Linked DNA regions of Sus scrofa: region 2 is linked to region 1. A link is a contact called in public HiChIP or PLAC-seq data. All regions are on one chromosome and are shown on one strand. The core of a region is the stretch at or near the end of the contact, and the rest is flanking DNA. Distances in the headings are between cores, read along the strand shown. Region 1 holds the start of IKBKE (inhibitor of nuclear factor kappa-B kinase subunit epsilon). Region 2 has its middle 16 kb from the start of MAPKAPK2.

Region 1 (6,192 bases), core at 2,483-4,982:
TATTAGACATCCAGGTGGAAATAGCAAAACTCTTGGATATATGAGTGTGGAGTTTGAGAGACAGATCATACTTGAAAACAAATTTAGGAGCTGTTACATTATAGATGTATTCAAACTCTGAGATTCCCAGGAAACACTACCAATGGGAAAAAAAGGGGGGGGTCCCCCGTCATTAAATAAACAGCAGAGTTGAAGAAGCCAGCAAAGAGGGTAGAGGGAGCCAGAGACAGGTCGGTGGCCAGGAGATCACAGCGTCACAGCAACACAAAGAACGAAAGAGTTCACTAAGGTGGATCAGTTGTCAAATGGCCACAGGATAGGATGCGGGGCCAGTGCAGAAAGGTAACCATTGGACCTTTCAGAAGAGGGAAGTGAACTGATTGGAGGGGCTTGGGTAGCATGTGGGAGGGGAAAGGAGCATCAAACTCTCAGCAGCTCATTCAAAGACTATGCTTTGCTTGGGGAGCATCAAAAGGGGTCGACACCCCGGTTTCTGTTTTGAAAATGGACAGTGTTGAGATGTGTGTGCTCAAGGGCAGGACCTGGTAACATGAGGGTGAATTACTGAGCAGAGATGGAAGGGAAGGCCTGGGCCAGAGAAAAGCCGCTTCCTCCACCTTAGGGGAGGGGAGGCAGCCAGTGGATGTAGGGTGAGAAGATGAGGGAGTTCCCTCTTATATTTTATTTATTTATTTATTTATTTATTTTTTTGGTGTTTTTGCCATTTCTTGGGCTGTTCCTGGGGCACATGGAGGTTCCCAGGCTAGGGGTCCAATCGGAGCTGTAGCCGCCAGCCTACACCAGAGCCACAGCAATGCAGGATCCGAGCCGCGTCTACAACCTACACCGCAGCTCCTGGCAATGCCGGATCTTTAACCCACTGAGCAAGGCCAGGGATCGAACCCGCAACCTCATGGTTCCTAGTCGGATTCGTTAACCACTGAGCCATGACGGGAACTCCGAGGGAGTTCCCTCTTGATCCCCCTCTTTAATTTCAGTGAGGTTGAAGGCAAAGCCTTTAGCTGAGGGCGCAGGAGCAAATGGTGGGTAGGCGGCTGGAAGAGTTAGGAGAATGAGCAGAGTACTGGCTTTTCCTTACCGAGAAAGACAGCCGCCTGCGGCCTGGTGCTGGGCTCACTGCCTGGGGGAGTGCCAGGTCTTGCTGTAGGGTCAGTCCCTCCTTCCCCACCCAAAGCTCCTGGCTGGAGCTGACTGGTGAAGGGGACAAGGGGAAGAGCTTGGAGACTGAGACCTGGTCACTCAGCCCTTCAGAAACACTTGGGCATCATGAGACACACTGCCCACCTTCCGAACAGCCACCAGGCCTCATCCTTCTATCCTCGCTCCTTTCACACACTGGACAGGTGAGGCAGCCGTGACAAACAGGCTCATGCCAGGCAGAGGCAGAAAAGGCAAATAGTATTTATTCAGGGCCTACCGGGTAACAGGCACAGCGTGTCATTTCATTTTCACGCCAAATTGATGAGAAGCGTTGAGTGACTTGCTCATGGCAGGTCATGGAGTCAGCACTCAATCCCCTGGTGGTAAAGCTCTGCCCTTCCTGAGACACCACCCGGCTTCCCTCTGGAGAAGGCAGACATGGGCTTTGTCCCCAGCAGCTGCCATCGAGGACCCCCGTGCCCATCCCCCTGCCTCCTTCCTGCCTCTGGTCCTTGTATTACCTCTGAACTGCCACTTCTACGTCTATGACTCTTGAGAGCCACTCAGGAAGATGTGATGAGGCCACTTACCGAACTTCTCTTCCCCCCAGGAGCCGGCCAGTCGCCTGTGCCTCCTCAAATGAAATAAGGGCCGTGCAGCCCAGCTGGGACCAGCAGCTTAAAACCACAGACAAGACATGTGCTCATTTTGTCCACACAGAGGATGTGACCTCACAGAAGATGCCCAGCAAAACTTGGTCACCAGCTCACCTCCCAGCTGTGCATTTTTCCCACAGCCTGGAAGCTCACACCTCTGACCTCTTCTCGGCCGAACCTACCTCCCTCTCAAGCTTGGTTGAGTATCTTTTCTCCTCACAAGCCCTTCTTGGTCAGCAGCACCCCCCCGCCCCAGCCATCCCCCTCTGCCAGGTTCACAGAGTCACTCCCTGCTGCAGTATAAACCTCATAACAGGAGTTCCCATCTTGGTGCAGTGGTTAATGAATCCAACTAGGAACCATGAGGTTGCAGGTTCGATCCCTGGCCTTGCTCAGTGGGTTAGGGATCCAGCGTTGCCGTGAGCTGTGGTGCAGTTTGCAGATGCGGCTTGGATCCCGCGTTGCTGTGGCTGTGGTATAGGCCGGTGGCTACAGCTCTGATTGGACCCCTAGCCTGGGAACCTCCTTATGCCGTGGGAGCAGCCCTAGAAAAGGCAAAAAGACAATAAATAAATAAATAAACAAATAAACAAACCTCATAACATTCACCATGCTGTCCTGAACAGCTCTGGGGGGTGCCTAGGTCTCCCCTTTGTGTCCTTAGCACACAGTGCCTGCTTCCTAGTAAATGCTAGACACACAGGCTCATCGCCTTTGAGGGTGCCTGAGGCCCTAGGAAGGGGATCAGGCTTGCTGCAGAGAGCGCTGAGGCATAGGGGGTGCTGGTGAGCCCTGGGCAGTTTCATGGGGGGTGGGGAATGAGTAGAGCTTTAGCGATAGGGTAGGTTAGGTTGCACAATTCAGTGGCTTAAAACAACAAAGGTTGATGTCTCACCAAAGCAACGTGTCCCCTGTGGGCCAGCAGACGGGTTCTGCTCGACAGGCACTCAAGGACTGGGACCGAGAGGGAAGTCACAACGTCTACCAGAATCACACTGTCTGTGGTGGGAGTGTCTTGCATCAGCAATTAAATGCTTTGGTTAAGAAATCACATGGCCCCGCTGAATCAGAGGGTGCCAAGGAAGTGCAGCTCGATCGTACACCAGGCAAGGGGGAAGCTGGGAAGCCCATTGAAGTACAGGCCTGAAGGATGCTCCTTCTCCTGGGCCTGCTGGGAGAGCAGCTCTGGCTGCCGGAGGGGGTGTGGTTTATCAGCCAGTGCCGGATCCGCAAATGTGAGCACAAGGCCGTTCTCAACTGGGCTCCCGTTCTGGTGTCACTGTGCTAGGGGTGGGGCTGCCGGAGGAAACCACCAGGTGTGGCCATGGGAAAGTCCCTCCGACTTTCTATTGAAACATGGAATTTCCTGGCTTTAACCACTTCTTATCCAGCTGCCATCTCGGAGCTGACCAGAGCGGGACTGACGGACTTCCAGCCTCCGAGGACACCTGGTTTGGGGCATTGAGTCCCACTGGGAAGCTGGCACACCTGGGTGCCAGCCCCAGCCATCTCTGATGATCACGGGAAAACTGCTGCAGGTGTGTGAGCCTCCATGCCCATCTGTAAAGCTCTTTCCAGGTGCCCGTGCATTTCCAAATATACTGTCCCGTGTCACCCACATGAGCAATAGAGTCAACATTACCACCCTCATGCCTTGGATGAGAAAAAACTATCTGGCAGGGGTCGTGTGCTGTGCTCAAGGCCACACTGGAAGCATGGCCCGGGTTCCAGTGCTTGCTCTCAGACCTCTGCAGGCTCACTGGGAAGATGAGCCAGAGCCAGGTTCTCCTAGAAGTGGCTGCTCATTGGCTCTGAACCTCCCTGGGGCTCCTGGGGGTGTGGGAAGTTGGTTTTCCCAGGCTGCTCTGCACTTGGATAACTGGCCCAACCTGCTCTGTAGAGTCCAGGCTGAACGCTACACTTCCCTGCTCGGGTGAACCACAGGAGATACAGAAATAGCACCCCGCAGCCCACCACAGCCACTCAGCCTCAGTTCCCAGCCTCTTTGTGGTTCACGCCCTGGTCCTATGGCCTCCACTTGGGAACTCAGAGCATCCTCTTTCTCCTTCCTGCCGGGGGTGGCGGCAGCCCAGCTGCCTCTGTCTCTTTAAGAGAGAGAAAGAACGAAATCAGGAAGTGTGAGAGAGCTGAAAGCCGGCGGGCAGGGAGCTGAGCCAGTGCTGGCCTTTGCTCCCAGCTCCCCTAGCTCCCCGGAGTGGCACCGAGCCACTTCAACTTCAGATCCCCAGGGTTGGTGGCCACCAGGATGTAATGAGTGCTGCCTATGAATGACAAAAAGCCCTGACATCTCTGCGGGCGCCACGCAGTCCCACAAGCCTGCATGCCCCACAGCCGAGATGGGGTGAGTGTGCTGAGTCCACTGGGGGGGGGGGTTGAATGAGGGAGCCTGGGGGGCCAGGCAGCTCAGGGTCAGCACTTAGCAGAGTGTCGGGGTGCTGGCCCTGTCAGCCCAGGCTCATGGCCCTCCCTCCATCTCTCTGCGGCTGCTGCCCCTCCCCCCAGAGATGCCCTGTGCTCCATCTCCGGTGGGTACCCAGACTGCTTAGAGGCCCATGGCGGGAGGCGGGGGGGTAGGTGCGTGGAAGAGTGCTGCTACCACCTACGGTGCTCCTTTCCCAGGCTCGGCTTCCCAACACCTGAAGCCAGCAATCAGCTCTGCCTCCGTACTTTTCTTCTGCTTCTGGCGCCTGCCCTCAACAATCCTGGGGGCCTTCTCACTGGCCCAGGTCTGGGAGGCGGGGGTGGGAGTGGCCAGGAGAATCTCCTAGAGCTGGCGAGTTGGGCTGGAAACCCCCAGCTCTGTAGGGGAGGGTGACAAACAGGAAAGGGTTAAAGGGCTGGGGCCGCAGGGGGCGCCTTTGATGGAGGCTGAGAATCACACAGCACCCAGGGGTGCCTCTCATCCGCCCTCTTCTTTCCGGTGTAGCTCAGCTCCTGGACTTGCCACAGACAGAAAACATAACACACACTCGCCCAGGAGAGTCTTTGCCTGATCCAGGACTGCTCAGAGCACGGGGTAAGTGCTTCTGGCCACAGTAGAGCCTGGAGGAGGAGGAAGAGGGCAAGGAAGGTGGGTGGGGCGGCAGGCTCAGGGCTCCACCACCCACCCTCATTCATTTGAATACCCCTGGAGGACAGTGAGAGCCCTTGCAGCACAATGGCTGCGGGGCTGGCGTCAGAGAGCACGCACAGCTGATCAGCTGCACTGTCCATCAGCTCCCAAGCACAGCCCCAGCAGGGCCAGGAGCAGAGCCCAGGGCGTGCTACCCTGTCCAGGGCTCTGCCCTCTGTGCCACACTGCCCATGCCTCAGAGCTTCAGCTATGCATCTGCCCCAGTGCAGCCCTGGGGAGGGTTTTGAAGGTGGTGACCTCTCCTCTGGCTGGGCCCTAGGCCTTGATTTCAGGATGTTCTACCTGATTTTACACTGCCAGGCCCCACTGGCTAAATCCTCCCCAGCCTTCGAGGGGAAAACCTCACCAGTTCATTCCTGCAGAGAGTTTCCCAGCCCCTCAGGTGCTTCTGTAAAATGCAAACACTAATCTATCTTCTGAAATTGGAATTGACCTCTGATCTCTTGAAGTGACCTCTGGCTCGAGTTGACCTTCTAAGATTTTGATTTTGATTTTATTGAATATTTATTTATTTATTTAGGCAGGCCGCATCGGAGGCCTATGGAAGGTCCCTGGGCCAGGGATCAAACCCAGGCCACAGCAGCAACCCGAGCCGCTGCAGTGACAATGCCAGATCCTTAACCCATCTCGTCACCAGAAAACACCAAGACTTGAATTTTTAAAAAAAGATTACTGAGGAGTTCCCGTCGTGGCTCAGTGGTTAACAAATCCGACTAGGAACCATGAGGTTACAGGTTTGATCCCTGGCCTTGCTCCGTGGGTTAAGGATCCAGCGTTTCCATGAGCTGTGGTGTATGTTGCAGACGCGGCTTGGATCCCAAGTTGCTGTGGCTCTGGTGTCAGCCAGCGGCTACAGCTCCAATTAGACCCCTAGCCCGGGAACCTCCATATGCCGCCAGAGCAGCCCTAGAAAAGGCAAAAAGACAACAACAACAACAAAATTACTGAAAGAAGGCTTAAAGCTAAGGAACTGTGGGATTCTAGGCATAGTGACCTGAGGGTTGACAACCTTTAAGATGAGAGAAAAGACAGCAGCCTGTCTAGTTCAGCCTGATTTGAGGGTATTTAAGGGGTGGTCCTTCTTCTTATGCCCAGTCATCCCATAAAGACCAGCCCTCGCCCTGCTCTTCAGCAAAGCGCTGAATTTAACTCCTGAGGCTACATCCTCTGGCCAACTGCTTTAGTGGAACTGGCCTTTGGAGAGAAGAGAATGGGGGCAAA
Region 2 (6,192 bases), core at 1,924-4,423, 180 kb after region 1:
CAAGCCAGAGAACAAATTCTTCTTCTCCTTTAAGGAAAGGCTTTGACTAGGATCATGAGTCTTTCCTCATGTAAATTAACAGAGCTTTTGCCACTGTTTCTTTCCTTCCTTTCCTCTTTCCTTCCTTCCCTCCTTCCCTTCCTTCCTTCTGCCTGAGACCAGATGATCCCTGCAGTACCCATTCCTTCCCTTTTGCACTGAGAGCTCAGAATGAAAATGAACTGAGTGCATGAATGCTCTGAATGGACAAGTCTTCAGATAGGTGTACATTTAGGAGCAATGCTGCACAGGGTGTTTCAAAATTATTTTCAAGAACTTATTTTGCTGAGTGTACTTTAAATTTTCATTGTGGGAGTTCCTGTCGTGGCGCAGTGGTTAACGAATCCGACTAGGAACCATGAGGTTGAGGGTTCCATCCCTGGCCTTGCTCAGTGGGTTAAGGATCCGGTGTGGCTGTGAGCTGTGGTGTAGGTCACAGACGTGGCTCGGATCCTGAGTTGCTATGGCTCTGGCGCAGGCCGGTGGCTACAGCTCCAATTAGACCCCTAGCCTGGCAACCTCCATATGCCGCAGGAGGGGCCCAAGAAATGGCAAAAAAGACAAAATAAATAAATAAATAAATTTTCATTGTGGTAAGATGTATATATCATAAAAGTGACAATGTTAAACCATTTAAAAATTTTTTATTATAGTTGATTTACATTTTTCTGTCAATTTCTGCTCTACAGCAAAGTGACCCATCTACACACAATGAACCATGACGGGAACTCCTGTCATATTATCTTTCATCATGTTCTTCACCAGTGATTGGACATAGTTCCCTGTGCTATACAGCGAGACCTCATTGTCTACCCATTCCTTTTTTTTTTTTTTTTTTCTTTTTAGGGCCACACCCATGGCATGTGGAAGTTCCCAGGCCAGGGGTTGAATCGGAGCCACAGCCACTCAGGATCTGAGCTGCGTCTGCAACCTACACCACAGCTCACAGCAATGCCAGATCCTTAACCCACTGAGCGAGGCCAGAATCGAACCCACACCCTCATGGATCCTCATTGGGTTCGTTAACCACTGAGCCATGAAGGGAACTCCATTGTCTATCCATTCTAAATGTAACAGCATCTGCGTTAAACCATTTTTTAAAGTGCATAATTATGGAGTTCCTGTTGTGGCGCAATAGGATCTGTGGCATCTTGGATCTGGTGTTGCCATGAGCTATAGTGTAGGTCATGGATGCGGCTTGGATGTCAGATCCTGTGTTGCTGTGGCTGTGGCGTAGGCTGGCAGCTACAGCTCTGATTCGATCCCTAGCCTGGGAATCTCCATATGCCGTGAGTGTAGCACTAAAAAAGCAATAAAATAATAAAATAAAATAGTAAAATAAAAAATCCCAGTTTTTCTACAGGTTCTGAGATGCAAGGACAGCCAGTGTTGAAACAAGTGTGGATGATAAGCGTGTAGATCATAAGAGTTGCGGCTTGTCTCACAGGCTTGCTGTGAGTTTTATACGAGCAGCTATGTGTAAAGAGCTCAGAACAGACTGCTATATGCGTGTTTGGTGTTATTATTATTCCCTCCCTGCGTGGATTCATCATCTGCCAGCCCCAGGTTGATTATTGACAGGCTCACAGTTAACTTTTCATTTTCACATCATCAGCCTGGCACTCAGCATCCAGCCCCAGGCTTATGCTGTCCTTTGAGGAAGAGATATCTGACAATAAATATCACAATAAGTAAACGTGTGATATCGTGTCCTCTGAGCCTTAGTGTGGTTAGGTAGCGCTTCAGGGTGTGGGGTGTGTGTCTGTGTGTGTCTTTGCGTCTTTTTTAGAAAGAAGCTTTCGCTTTTAAAAATCTTAAGCCAGTTAATTAGGGGCTCTCTCTGATGGTTTTAATTTTTTCTTTACCTGCCTTTTTTTTTTTTTTTTTTTTTTTGTCTTTTGTCTTTTGTCTTACTTTTTAGGGCTGCACTCAAGGCATATGGAGGTTCCCAGGCTAGGGGTCAAATCAGAGCTACAGCTGCCGGCCTACACCACAGCCACAGCAACATCAGATCCGAGCCTCTTCTGCGACCTACACCACAGCTCATAGCAACTGCGGGATCCTTAACCCACGGAGTGAGGCCAGGGATCGAACCTGCAACCTCACGGATCCTTGTTGGGGTTTGTTAACCACTGAGCCGCCACAGGAAATCCTAACTGCCTTTTTTGTTTGTATGGAAAGGATGCTTGAACCACCTGCTTCCCCATCCCCCCACCACTTATCCTCAGATCCCCAAGGGGAGGGCAGGATCTAAAGAAAGGACCACCTCACTGTTGTCATCATGATAATGGCTCCCCCCTTCAACCTCCACTCCCATCCGTGTCCCCAGAGCCTGTAAAGTGCTCAACCTTTGTCCTCAGAACACAGCTCCTTTTACTGGTGGTAAAAAATTAAAACAGTGGGCTGATACTTCCATTCCGTGAACCCTTGTCCTGATCAAAGTCTGGAGGCTCTTCCCCCTACCCCCTCCTAATCTCAGCTGGTTCCAACCCATTCCCAGTAAGGACACCCTCCCTCTTATTGTCCTGGGGTTTCAAGTCTGCAGGGGAATGCATATTTTTTCCTTAGCAGAAATAATTGTGGTTTTTTCCTAACAACTTTGCAAGTTCCCCATAGAGTTGGAAATTCCCTTCTCGGTTACAGCTTTTAATGGATGCAAGAAGGCTGGTCTGGACCTATCTTTCTGGCTGACTTGCTGTGTGACTCTAGGAAGTCAGCTTAAGGTCTCTGGGCCCCAGAGCACAAGGATTTCCTAGATGGGGATGCATGAAAGTTTGGGGGAAGGATTTATATTTGGAGGACCCTGGGAGAAGGGATTGACAAACATCTCTAGGGGAGAAGAGCCATTTGGGGAACTACAACCCATTTAGATTCCTCTTCTTGAAAAAAGAAATGAGTTGAATACTTTCCACTGTTCATTCCCTTACCCCCACTGCCTGCCTCCACCCCCAGCTGTTGATTAATAGAGTCGATAAGCCATACTGTTCCCCTCCCACTCATACACACGCTTCTGGGAGGCCCTAGATAAATAGGAGGCAGAGGCAAGCCTGAGGAACTATTATTATCCTTACGATGATGATTATGCTTTCAGCATGAGAAACAGGAAGTGAAACTGACGAAAATGCCCAATGATAAACGCCTAGCCCCATCTTCTGCACCAGACCTAAAGGCAAAGAAGCCAGCCAAAGAAGACAGAGGCCCAGCCACAGGCCGTGCGTGCGTGTGTGTGTGTGTGTGTGTGTGTGGTGTGTGTGTGTGTGTGCGCGCGCGCATGAGTGGTGTGTTTTACTTGTGTCTTTTTTTTTTTTTTTTAATTTTATTTTTGTTCTTGGCTGCCCCGTGGCATATGGCATATGGAGTCCCTGGGCAAGGGATGGAATCTGAGCCATGGTTGCGACCTACACCACAGCTGCAGCCCTGCCGGATCCTTAACCTGCTGTGCTGGGCGAGGGGTCACAGCTTCATCCCAGTGGCTCAGAGAGGCTGCTGGTCCGTTACGCCACATCAGGAATTCCAAGGAGTGTCTTTAAATAACTAGTTTCCAGGACTTATGATTTTTTTTTTTTTTCCTTTTTCAGCTACACCCACAGCTGGGGATCAAAACGGCACCTCCACAGAGACAAGCCCCATCACTAACCCACTGCACCACAGCGGGAACTCCAATTTTTCAACTTTATTCTGATGACGTGTTTCTTCCTCCGTGTGCCCCTCAGGGTTCTTCCTTACCACTTCCTTCCCCATTTCCTAGAGAGAGCTTCCCACAGCTGGCAGACGATGTTTAAGGACAGGTCCAGTGATCAACTGGTTCTTCTCCACACACCTTATCTGCTGAGGCCAGGTCTGAGCCTGACGCCTCTCTCTGGAGCCTGTTTTGTCCCCACGGCAGATATTCCCAGGGCCGGATGCCTTTCTTCCCTTTTCTTTTGGGGGGCGGGGAGCTGTGCTTTCTCTTCTGGCCTGACCCCCTGACACTCCATCTGCTTGGCTGATTATTCATATCCTTCGTCTTTCTCAGGAATCGATGGATTTAACAGTAGTGAGAAAACAGGGCGTCAGGGCGCGGTCATTGCCCCATGTTGACATTTCCATTTGTGGCACCACAGCCCCTGGAAAGTCTGAACAACAGTGGAAATGACCGGATTTTCAGACTGCCTTGTTAGCTCAACTTCCAGGGAGAAGAGAGCAGACAGTTGTGTGGGGAGTGAATGATGCAAGCTGGAGTTTCGGACATAGCTCCGCATCTGGGCGACGTTCGGGAAAAATGCAGAGGGAACAGAAGAGAGAAAACATTGAGCAGGGAGCAGAGAGAGGAAGAGAGAAGGGGATGCTGAGCTCTTGTTCTCATCCTCCACCCCCCACCCCCTTCTTTAATGACTTTCAGTTCAAGATCTTGAGCCAAATGAATCGATGATTGGAATTTTGGCTGGGGAAAAACATAACCATCAGAGTCTCATTTTTCTTTTTCTTTTTCTTTTCTTTTTTTGTCTTTTGTCCTTTTAGGGCCACGCCCGAGGCATATGGAGGTTCCCAGGCTAGGAGTCCAATTGGAGCTGTAGCCACCGGCCTACACCAGAGCCACAGCAACGCCAGATCCGAGCCGTGTCTGCAACCTACACTGCAGCTCATGGCAACACCGGATCCTTAACCCACTGAGCAAGGCCAGGGACCGAACTGGCAACCTCATGGTTCCTAATCGGATTCATTTCTGCTGCGCCACGACAGGAATTCTTCACTGTGATTTTTTTCTGAGCCTGGAAAAGGGACCTGTGGACCCCTCCCAGAGTTGGGATGAGGGTGAAGTCAGCAGGACATGTCATGGGAAGAGAAACTCTAGGGTAAAATATTATGCCCCAAGCTGTCTTTGGGTGGCCCCACACCTTTTTTGTCTTTTAGGGCCACACCTGTGGCACATGGAGGTTCCCAGGCTAGGGGTCAAAATGGAGCTGTAGCCGCCGACCTACGCCACAGCCGAAGCAATGTCAGATCTGAGCCACATCCCCGACCTACACTACAGCTCATGGCAGCACTGGATCCTTAACCCACGGAGTGAGGAAAGGGATCGAAGCTGTGTCCTCATGGATGCTAGTCAGATTCGTTTCCCCTGAGCCATGACAGGCATGATGGGAACTCCTGGGTGGCCTCTTTGGGTGGTCTGCTTGGTCCTGCTCCCTGCTCAGGGGAGCACGGTGCTTAAGAAGAGAGGGTTGGGTCCCAGCTTCCTGCCTTCAAATCCCAACTCCAGTCCTTACTTTATTTTATTTTTAGACTTTTTATTTTTTTCTTTTTAGGGCCATACCTGCGGCATATGAAATTTTCCAAGCTAGGGGTAGAATTGAAGCTATAGCTGCCGGCCTGCCCCACAGCTGCAGCAATGTGGAATCCGAGCCATGTCTGCAACCTACACCATAGCTCATGGCAACTCTAGATCCTTAACCCACTGAGCAAGGCCAAGGATCGAACTTACATCCTCATGGATACGAATCAGGTTCTTAACCCGCTGAGCCACAATGGGAACTCCTCCAGTCCTCACTTTAAATCACTTAAATACACTGGGCCTCAGTTTCCTCTTCTGGGCCCCTGGGAGAATATTAGTAACACCCACCTTGCGGGGTTGCTATGGAAATTGATTAACACAGAGCAAGGGCTTAGAACCTTGTTGGAAACCTAATAAGTGCTTGATAAATGGGAGTGATTATGGTGACTTTTATCCACCATCCTCCATTCCATCCACCGTAGGCACTGGGGAAGTACTAGGGAAGGATGCGAAATTTGCAGGATGTAGGTCTCCCCAGAGATTTCATGGCCTCCCCGGGCTCTCTGTTCTTTCTTTTCTTTTCTTTCTTTTTGTCTTTTTGCCTTTTCTAGGGCTGCTCCCATGGCATATGGAGGTTCCCAGGCTAGGGGTTGAATCGGAGCTGCAGCTGCTGGCCTACGCCCCAGTCACAGCAATGCCAGATCTGAGCCGCGTCTGCAACCTACACCACAGCTCATGGCAACGCCAGATCCTTAACCCACTGAGCAAGGCCAGGGATCGAACCCACAACCTCATGGTTCCTAGTCGGATTCGTTAACCACTGTGCCACAACGGGAGCTCTGGGAACTCCTCCATTCTTTCTTAACACAATAGGTGGTGTCCTCTTGACTCCAATTCTT

Evidence for each region. HiChIP or PLAC-seq counts read pairs in DNA pulled down with a chosen protein or histone mark.
Region 2: a contact with region 1 is called in an H3K27ac HiChIP or PLAC-seq map of alveolar macrophages. The contact joins the enhancer-like site here to the promoter of IKBKE in region 1. A contact is called at or near these places in 1 of 5 promoter capture datasets (liver), 4 of 47 Hi-C or Micro-C datasets (mesenteric adipose tissue, retroperitoneal adipose tissue, skeletal muscle and 1 more) and 2 of 2 datasets of contacts at active chromatin or transcription factors (alveolar macrophages and skeletal muscle).

What each region holds. Positions count from the first base shown.
Region 1 is chr9:67,119,323-67,125,514 of Sscrofa11.1, forward strand. It overlaps IKBKE (inhibitor of nuclear factor kappa-B kinase subunit epsilon), which reads left to right and starts at 3,733. Exons shown (of 22, transcript XR_002335790.1): 1 at 3,733-4,179; 2 at 4,765-4,854.
Region 2 is chr9:67,295,113-67,301,304 of Sscrofa11.1, forward strand. No RefSeq gene overlaps it. Among named protein-coding and RNA genes, the nearest start is that of MAPKAPK2, 16 kb to the right of the region's middle. Within about 2 kb of position 3,174, at least 19 of the 83 cell types and tissues checked have an H3K27ac peak or open chromatin away from gene starts, as enhancers often do. A contact at or near this core is called in alveolar macrophages, liver and retroperitoneal adipose tissue, where this site is marked.